Regions from separate parts of the Mus musculus genome. Here region 1 is linked to region 2. A link is a contact called in public promoter capture Hi-C data. All regions are on one chromosome and are shown on one strand. The core of a region is the stretch at or near the end of the contact, and the rest is flanking DNA. Distances in the headings are between cores, read along the strand shown.

Region 1 (4,630 bases), core at 2,114-4,613, 99 kb after region 2:
GTTGGGTAAGGTAAGCGATTGCTTGGAGCATCGCTCTCTTGGTGAGGTAGAGGTTGAACAGATGAGTGATCTCCTGATCCTTCCTGTCCTAGGTCACTCTCCATGACATGATCCTGAAAAACATTGAGAAGATCAAACGGCCCCGGAGCAGCAATGCAGAGACACTGTACTGAGGCCAGGGCCAGGGCCAGGGGACTTTGTGAGTCTGGCTCAAGACCGACATTGCCTTGGTTTGTTACATGACTATCGTGATGGGAAAACTGGCTGGAAATAGTAATCACACCTCTCTGTTTTTAGTTAGAGTCTAATGAAACTCTCATCTAGTTCTGTGACGTGTTTACCTCTTTTTTCAGGCCTCAGGAACTCTTCTATCTCCTTCCCCAACACCCCCCACCCAGCCTGTCCTAATTTCTGGAGAACTCCAGGTTTGTGCAACATACTGGCACAAGCGTAATTGTGGGTTTTTGTTTTTTCTTCCCTTCTCTCCCCCTTCCCCTGTTTTAGGTTTTGTATTTTCTTCCTTTTGATGATTAGTTGGTTAAAAGCTGGAGGAACTATAGGGAAAGTGTTAGGTGTCTTTTAGGAACAGGGGGAGTGGAGGTGGAAGGGACATCTCTTGTCACAAGGCTAGTGTCTCGTTTCTGTGGGACTTTGGGTCCTCCTTGCCTGCCCAGGTGATGCCTTAGGGCTTCCCACCTACATCCATCCCGCTCTGAGCCTGACTGTGGCGAGGGGTCCCCTAGACCTTCACCTGCATCCCTGCAGCTTCTTTGGATGTTTTTATAACTGGGGTTTTCACATACACATGTGTACACATGTAAACACGCATAGGGACATGCATACATGCTTCCTGCTCCATTATAGAACATACCTTCCTTCCTGCACCACCACTCCCTCAAGCCCTTCACATACAAACATCTCAGCAGGTGATAGTTGTCTTAGTCATCCACCCAGGCAAAAGTCCCAGGCCCACCCTCTTCTGATAATGTAGCAGTTGGTGCCAGGGTAAGCTGAAGGAGAACCGAGAGCCGAGCAGCAGAGGGCTCATGAAGGCCTTCCCTCTGTGGCTCAGGTTCTTTTTGGTGTTATGCAAAAGCTGGTCCTCTGGCCCGCACTTGTCTTCTCCTAGGCCAGCATGTGCGCTGGCTGGGGAGCGGCCGGCTGTGAGGTGCAGAGGCTGCTGCTCCTCGCTGTGCTTTCCCTTTGGGAAATGTTTCTCGTATTTATAGTATTGTGCTTCCAGGGAAAGCAGTAATTCATGTGTATACGTGTGTGTGTGTGCACATACACACGTGCACATGTGTGTGTGTGTTCGTGTGTGTGTGTTAATATGCTGCGAAGGTCAAACCCATAGAAGAGTTGCCTCCTCTCTTGAATCTTCCAGAGGTACCACTTGTTAAAGCGTTTGTATTAATCGCACTAGCCCCCAGCTTTTTAAGTGAGAGTTGGTCTCTGCAATTAGCCTGCCAGTGACTGACTCTCAGTGTCTATTTGACTTTTATTCCTCTCCGTCTTCCAATCCCAAATCATATTTCCACCTGGGATGCATCACTTTCACTCCCAGCATTCTGTAGGAAAGGAGGCGGGATGCGGGATGCTCTCTTCCCAAGAATAGTGCTCAGTAACAAACCAATCGCATTTTCGTTGGGCAGTGCACCTATCCACCCTCAGATCCCTTCCAGCTGAGCCCCTCCCCTCCCCCCACCATGTGTTTCTTGGTTTTCCTTTTGTTTGATTGTCCCTCTGCCCCTCCTTCCTTGGATTGTAATGTAAAATTCTTTTACCATGTCAAGAAATTATTAAAAATACAGGTACTTTGACCTCTTTCTAAAGCTGCAGACCCTGGTGCTGTACTCTGGTGACTGAGGGACATAAGGGTCACACATGAGCATTCAGACACCCATCTTCACAGACACTCTGGCTAGCCTGTCGTGTGTGAACTTACTAGTTGAACCTTCATTCCTCTTCACAGTGCAAGAACTAATGGGAGGTGGTTCCTGCTGTGTGTTGACGCTCAATTGTGTGAAAGCTGCCTGTCTTCACCAGATTCCAGGTCCTTCCTGGTGATACCCTGAGCTGCCAGCAGAGGCTGCTGTGGTTATGTGTGGGACCAGCAGCTCGGGCTGACCCTGTCGATCCAGTCCTTTTCCTCCATACCAGCTTGCCTCTACATACATACATACATTCATACATACATACTTACTTCATACATACTTTTTTGAGGGAACTCCTGGTATTGGTTTATACTGACCCACAGTGCTCATAAGAGGCTTACATCCCTCTAAAATAACATGTCCTCACTTCCCTCCTGACAGTGAGACTCTTCATTGTCTATAGAGGTTTAAGGTCCCAGTAGGGGAGGGGCATCTACTCTATTCTATCCCAGAGTTTAGAGCCACTAGCTACCTGCTCTGCCTGCCTGCCTCCCTCCCTCCCTCCAGGGTTACTAAGCACTTGCTGTGTAAGGCTACATTTTAATCAAAAGCACTCCACAGAATACTTTTATGCTTTTTATATATTTATTCGGTTTTTTTGTTTGTTTTTTAAAGACCCTTCTCTGTGTAGCCTTGGCTGTCCTAGGACCGCTCTAAAGACCAGGCTGGCCTCAAACTCAACAGATCGGCTTGTCTCCTGAGTGCTGGGATTGAAGGCATATAGTACCTCTCCCTGGCTATGCTTTTTATTTTTTAAGGCAGGGTATCACCTAGGTTGACCTATAATTCACTCATGTAGCTTAGTTGAACTCTCAGCACTCCTCTTGAGTGTTGGTATTATCAGTATAAATGACCATGCCTCATGCGCCTTCATAGGGAAGAAATTCAGGATATGTAGCCCCTTTAAGGCTACATAACTTGGACTGGATCATTGTATAGACCTAAACACAGCTCAACCTCAACCAGTCGTCTCTCTGACTGGATAGAGTAAGGCCTGGGTCTCCCAAGTCAGGCACTCATTAGGTCCCAGGTAGAGCTGACTGCTCATTGCTGAGTTGGGCGGTGGGTCTGGGAACTGGGAATGTAATTCTGCTAAGAGGTGTTTTGTTAGTACTTGTGTGTTAGACAGGGAAAGGAAGGAGTGTGTATCGAAACTGCCTTCTCAGGTAGTTCAGCTCCATTACCCACCCCATCCCTCTCACCTGTTCTAAATGATGACACGTAGTAGTTAGTGACCATTGGCAGTCAAAGTTTAGGGACAGGAGCAAGCTATGTAATGTCTTGAGCCAGAGCACAAGACAGAAAATTGGAACAGAACTACATAAAGCACGATCAGAGATTTCCTGTCCAGCCCACAGGGTGGAGTTTAGTCCATTCCTCTCCATCATCCTGAATATAAGCCTGCCACAATGTCAGACACCGATGAGCTCTCAGGACGGGGGGAGCTTCAGTGCCAGCCATGAATCTCAAGGTGCTGCTGCTGCTTCTGGGGCTGTCTTTCCTCACTGTCTTTGCTCTGGTCTATGTCCTGCTGACCAGGCAAGGCAGTTTCAGCCAGTCTCCTCGATGCCCTTCCATACCTCCCAGAATTCATCCCTGGACACACCCTAGCCAGAGCCAGCTGTTTGCAGACCTGACCCCAGAGGAGCTGACAGCTGTGATGAGCTTCCTGACCAAGCACCTGGGGCCGGGGCTGGTGGATGCAGCCCAGGCTCGACCCTCGGACAACTGTGTCTTCTCAGTAGAGTTGCAGCTGCCTGCCAAGGCTGCAGCCCTGGCCCACCTGGACAGAGGGGGGCCCCCACCTGTGCGAGAGGCACTAGCCATCATCTTCTTTGGTGGACAACCCAAGCCCAACGTGAGTGAGCTGGTGGTGGGGCCCCTGCCTCACCCCTCCTACATGCGGGATGTGACTGTGGAGCGCCACGGCGGCCCCCTGCCCTATTATCGGCGCCCCATGCAGAAAACTGAGTTTGTTCAGATATGGAGGCATTTGAAAGAAGTGGAGCTACCAAAGGCACCCACCTTTCTGGCTTCTGTCTTGAACTACAATGGCTCCACCTTGGCACCTTTGCATTCTACTGCTAGTGGTTTCCATGCAGGCGATCGAGCTACCTGGATAGCCCTCTACCATAACATCTCAGGTCTTGGAGTGTTCCTTCACCCTGTGGGGCTGGAGCTACTGTTGGACCACGGGGCCCTGGACCCTGCCGACTGGGTAGTCCAACAGGTCTTCTACCTTGGGCATTACTATGCAGACTTGGCCCAGTTGGAATGGGAGTTTAAAGTTGGCCGCCTAGAAGTGATTCGGGTCCCTCTACCCACACCAGGTGGAGCTTCCTCCTTGAGGCCTAGAGTCACTCCAGACCCTCCTCTTCCCCCTCTTCAGTTCTCACTTCAGGGTCCCCAGTATAACATACAGGGAAACTCAGTGACATCTCCCCTCTGGACATTTACCTTTGGTCATGGGGTGTTCAGTGGCTTAAGAATTTTTGATATTCGGTTCAAGGGTGAGCGTGTGGCTTATGAAGTCAGTGTCCAGGAGTGTCTGACAGTTTATGGTGCTGATTCCCCCAAAACAATGACGATCCGGTACTTGGACAGCAGCTATGGGCTTGGTCTCAACAGCCGAGCTTTGGTTCGGGGGGTGGATTGCCCCTATCAAGCCACAATGGTGGACATCCATGTACTGGTGG
Region 2 (4,799 bases), core at 1,392-3,891:
TCAGTAGTTAAGAGCACTGACTGCTCTTGCAGAGGTTCTGAGTTCAATTCCCAGCAACCATAGCGTGGATCACATCATCTGTAATGGGATCCGATGCCCTCTTCTGGTGTCTGAAGACAGCTACAGTGTGCTCATATACATAAAATAAATACATCTTTAAAAATATATATCTAAATTGAGTCACTAGTTTCAATTTCATCAACACTTGTACAGAATGAGTTCTAGGACAGCCAGGGCTCAAAACAAACAACAAAATGCCAGTATCTCAGATCCTCCATCAACCTCACCTCAAGGATGCTAGGTCGTCATGGATAACCTTGAACTACTGAACCACCTACCTCTATCTCCTTAGTACCAGAATTACAGACATGGACCACCATGCCTGGTTTGCTGTGAACCACAATCTTAACTAAAGAACTCTAATTAACATAAATATTTCCTAGTGTTCAATAGAACCAGGCCATCCCCACTGCAGACAAGAGTAACAAAAATCAAAACGGATTTGGTTTTCTCCGGGGATGCTTTTTTTTTTTTTTTAAATTTCCAGGACCAGTGGAAGAGAGCTGCCTTGAAGATATACAACCACATTAGCCTGCTATAGGCAGGGCCCTGCCCTAGCTGATTATGAACTACATCAGCATAAAGTTTTGTTGGGGACCATCCATTATCATTCAATAAAAACCAGACTCTTCGGTTAGACATGAGTCAGAACATCCACAGAAGGCTTTAGAAGGGTGTGTGCGCCACATCCCCTCAGATGTTTCCTTTTTACAGATGGTTCTTCCAGGTTTACATACTTTTGTGGTTGTTTTGACACAGAGTTTCATTTAGACCAGGCTGACCTTGAAAAGGCTGGCCTTGAACTCCTAAGCCTCCTAATTCCATTAACGGAGTTCTGGGATTCTAAGGCTGCAACATCACAACTAGCATCCTGTTTATGTGATTAAGGTCTTCTCTCCTAACATGCATTCACTCCTATGTGAGCTGGTTATCTCCCTTCAGAGCCACAACTGGGTTTCCAAGGCTGAAAACAGGTTTCTCAAAAATCAAAAGACTGGGGCAGCGGTCAAACCTTCTCAGGCTGGAAAGACATCCAATGTCCTTTCCTCGTCTTAAAATCTTTGGGTGGAGGGTGAGTCATACCTTTTAATCCCAAGAGGTAGAGGCCTGAGGATCCTGTGAGTTCAAGGCCTGCCTGGTGTACAGGGAGAGTTCAAAGATAGCCAGGTGCTATGCAGAGACCAAAATCAACAAAAATATTCATTGGGCTGAAGATTTCTTATTCTGAGATATCATGTAGCAAATGTACCCCAAAAGTCTCTACATTTTCAATGTCCTCCCTGTACATATCCAATTCTTTGTGATCCTTGGCTCTGTTTCCCAAGGCATAGGTTCCATACTTTGGCTAATCAGTTTACCCACACCTCCAACACTAACCTCCATCTAATCTATTTCCATTCTCTTCCTTGTGCCCCACCACCTACATCATCTCAGTGGTCACTTTGACCAAAGTAAGCTCGTCCCACATGGTGAAAAGCCTGCTCAGCGGTTAAGAACACTTGTTGCTCTTGCAAACAACAAGGACTGGCTCAGTTCCCTGCTCCCACATGGTGGTATGTAAGCATCCTTAACTCTAGTACCAAGGGATTCGATGTCCCTGGAACCATCCATACATAGAGTGCACACACATTAAAAACAAACAAACAAACAACAACAACAACAACAAAAACCCAAACAACTAAATCTTAACAATTCTCGCCAGGCGTGGTGGTGCACTCCTTTAATCCCAGCACTGGGAGTCAGAGGCAGGCGGATTTCTGAGTTCGAGGCCAGCCTGGTCTACAGAGTGAGTTCCAGGACAGTCAGGCTACACAGAGAAACCCTGTCTCGAAACACGCCCCCAAAAAAAATTCTCTTAAAGCTTTGTCTCACATCTACTTCCTGACAAGTTATGTCCCAAATATAGCACCTTCCCTTTTACTTCGGGATGCGTTCATTTACATATCGTTTCTGGGAATTCTGGGGACGGGAGAGACAGTCACAGTTTGAAGACAAATCCTCACTCAAACCCGGAACTAAAGTGAGGCGAGTTAGACCAGCGACAAGGTCCGGGAGCAAAATGTTGAGGAGGTGCCGCGCGACCCCGGGAATCTCGACCCTGACACTTGGGCGTCTTAAGAACCTCTCACACTTGGCGGGCATCTCGGCCTGGCCACCCCTTCCTCAACATCACTCAAAGCCTCTGCGAGCCCGAGCCACCCGGGCCTCTGGCCCTCCCGCTTACAAGAGTCAGGGTCCCCTGGCAGACGCCAAGGCCCACCCACGTTGGCACGGGCCACCAGCCGGGTCCGCCCCCGCCGCGCCCCCTCCGCCACGCGGCCCCCCGCAGCTCGCACGCGCTGTCGCCCCGGGTCCCACCACACTCGGGACGACAGGCTTCGCGCTACCCCGGGTCAGGCAATGGTGTGGCCCTCAGTTTCCTCATTTCTTCGCCTCCCCAGCCCTGAGGTTCAAGCGTCACGCCAAGCCCAGGCCCGGCCCCACCGCCCAGCCCCGTCTTGTTTACTCACTCACCCTCCATCCTGAGACGCAGCCACCCGCCACTAGGACGCCTGCGCGCTACGGCCACGCCCCTGCGCCGCGGCCACGCCCCGCGCCTCCCCTCCGTGCGCGTGCGCACTCTGAGGGTGGATCACCTGGGCTGCGGTCTTCGCAGGTGTGTGTTTTCGCTAAGGTGATGTAGCTCTAGTCCGACACTTTCCTAGGTGGCGCTGTCAGAGAAAAGTCATCCTGGAGCCACAGATCTCTTCTTGAAGACTTTATTCAGCAGCGCACCATTGCCAACCGTGTTTAGACAACTTACAAGTCAAATTTTGGAAGACAGCCTGCCTCTGCCTCCCAAGTGCTGGGATCAAAGGTGTGCGCCACCACGCCCGGCTTGAGAATATTGTTTTAATATTTATTTATTTATTTATTATATGTAAGTACACTGTAGCTGTCTTCAGACACCCCAGAAGAGGGCATCAGATATCATTACGGATGGTTGTGAGCCATCATGTGGTTGCTGGGATTTGAACTCACGACCTTCAGAAAAGCAGTCGGCGCTCTTAACCGCTGAGCCATCTCTCCAGCCCTCGAGAATATTTTTTAAACCTCTCCACAAGATACTTAATATTACAAAAAGGGAATAGTAACTATAGAGGCAAGAAATATCCATCATCAGAAACGAACAGGTTCTTTTTTTCAAAATATTTTATTATTTATTTATTTGCGTATGTGTGTTTTAATACATGCTATGGTGGTTTTTGGTTTTGGTTTTTTGTTTTTTTGGGGGGGGTGGTTTTTCGTTTTCGTTTTGTTTTTGTTTTTTTCGAGACAGGGTTTCTCTGTGTAGCACTGGCTGTCCTGGAACTCATTTTGTAGACCAGGCTGGCCTCAAACTCGGAAATCTGCCTGCCTCTGCCTCCCAAGTGCTGGGATTAAAGGCATGCACCACCACTCCCCGGACTTTTAGTTATTTTTTAACGATGCATTTGTTTGTTTTAGTGTGTGTGTGTGTGTGTGTGTGTGTGTGTGTGTGTGTGCCTGGGTGTATGTATCTGTACCATGTGTTTGTGGGCATACTTGGAGGCCAAAAGAGGCCATCAGATCCCCTGGGACTGGAGTTGCTAACCGTAGTGAGGTACCATGTAGGTGCTGAAGATCAAATCTTGGTCCTTTTTAAAGTCGCCTTTGTTCTTATCCACTGTACCATCTCTCCAGCCTCCACTATTCTTTTCCTTTTATCAAAAACTTTGGAGGTAGGTATAGTGGTGGCACACATCTTTAATCCCAGCACTTTGGAGGCAGAGGCAGAGGCAGGTGTCTGCAGAAAAGGGACTGAGGTGCATATTTTACATATCAAAGTGGACCTGGCCTCCAAGTTCTCCCAGCAACCCTTCAGTTCCTACCTGGCATACCCTGCCCCCAACCCTGAACTTTCCAGCCCAGGGGCTGGGCTGCTGTTTCTCCAGAGAGGTTCTTCCCTGTATAATCCAGACATTTCTCATGCTGGCGCTATCCGGCTCTGCTCGCGCGCTCAATCTCTCTCTCTCTCTCTCTCTCTCTCTCTCTCTCTCTCTCTCTCCTCCCTCCCTTTCTCTTTTCCTTTCTCTCTTTCCCTCTTCCTCCCTAGCCCCACTTCCCCATGGCAACTCCCCTAGCCACAATCCTTGAGGGCAGAGAGCAGCTTCCTAACAAAACTGCCTTTAATTAATATAATCTGGCTTGAATTGGCTCATTTCACCGGCAGCAGAGAAATAACCTATCAATAGGTAGGTAGATTTTTATGAGTTCGAGGCCAGCCTGGTCTACAGTTAGTTCCAGGACAGCCAGAGCTACATAATGAAACTCTGTCTCAATAAATGAATACAGAAAGGAAGGAGGGATGGGAGGAAGGGAGGGAGGGAAGGACAGAAGAAAGAAAAGAAAAAGAGAGAGAGGAAAACCAACCTTTGGGTTTCTAGGCCAATGAGCTGGCTCAAAGTAAAGGTGCTTTCTGTGCAAGCCTGGTGACCTGGTGACCTAGGCTTAATCCCCACAATCTACACAAAAGTGAAAGGAGAAAAGCAACTCTACAAAGTTAATCCTGGGACCTCAAAAGTGGCCATGGCACTCCCACCCACCCACGCACACCCACTGCTGCTGCTGCTGCTAGTAGTAGTAATAATAATGATAATAATAAATTTAAGCCGGACGTGGTGGCACATTCCTTTAATCCCAACATTTGGGAGGCAGAGGCAGGTGTATTTCTGAGTTCG

What was found. Promoter capture Hi-C pulls out the DNA fragments that hold promoters and counts their contacts.
Region 1: a promoter capture Hi-C map of fetal liver shows a contact between it and region 2, with 2.8 times the contacts expected there. The contact joins the promoter of Aoc2 here to the promoter of Ezh1 in region 2. A contact is called at or near these places in 11 of 39 promoter capture datasets (the C10 cell line, the HPC-7 cell line, cranial neural crest and 8 more), 1 of 15 datasets of contacts at CTCF or cohesin (the NIH/3T3 cell line), 5 of 484 Hi-C or Micro-C datasets (embryonic fibroblasts, embryonic stem cells, forebrain and 2 more), 22 of 115 datasets of contacts at active chromatin or transcription factors (the 230-238 cell line, CD8 T cells, the NIH/3T3 cell line and 18 more) and 4 of 9 other capture datasets (adipose tissue, liver, macrophages and 1 more).

The regions. Positions count from the first base shown.
Region 1 is chr11:101,321,700-101,326,329 of GRCm38.p6, forward strand. It overlaps Aoc2 (amine oxidase, copper containing 2 (retina-specific)), which reads left to right and starts at 3,364. Exons shown (of 4, transcript NM_178932.1): 1 at 3,364-4,630. The coding sequence starts at 3,394. Psme3 (proteaseome (prosome, macropain) activator subunit 3 (PA28 gamma, Ki)) reads left to right here. Exons shown (of 11, transcript NM_011192.4): 11 at 93-1,838. The coding sequence ends at 173.
Region 2 is chr11:101,223,822-101,228,620 of GRCm38.p6, forward strand. It overlaps Ezh1 (enhancer of zeste 1 polycomb repressive complex 2 subunit), which reads right to left and starts at 2,642. Exons shown (of 21, transcript NM_007970.3): 1 at 2,575-2,642.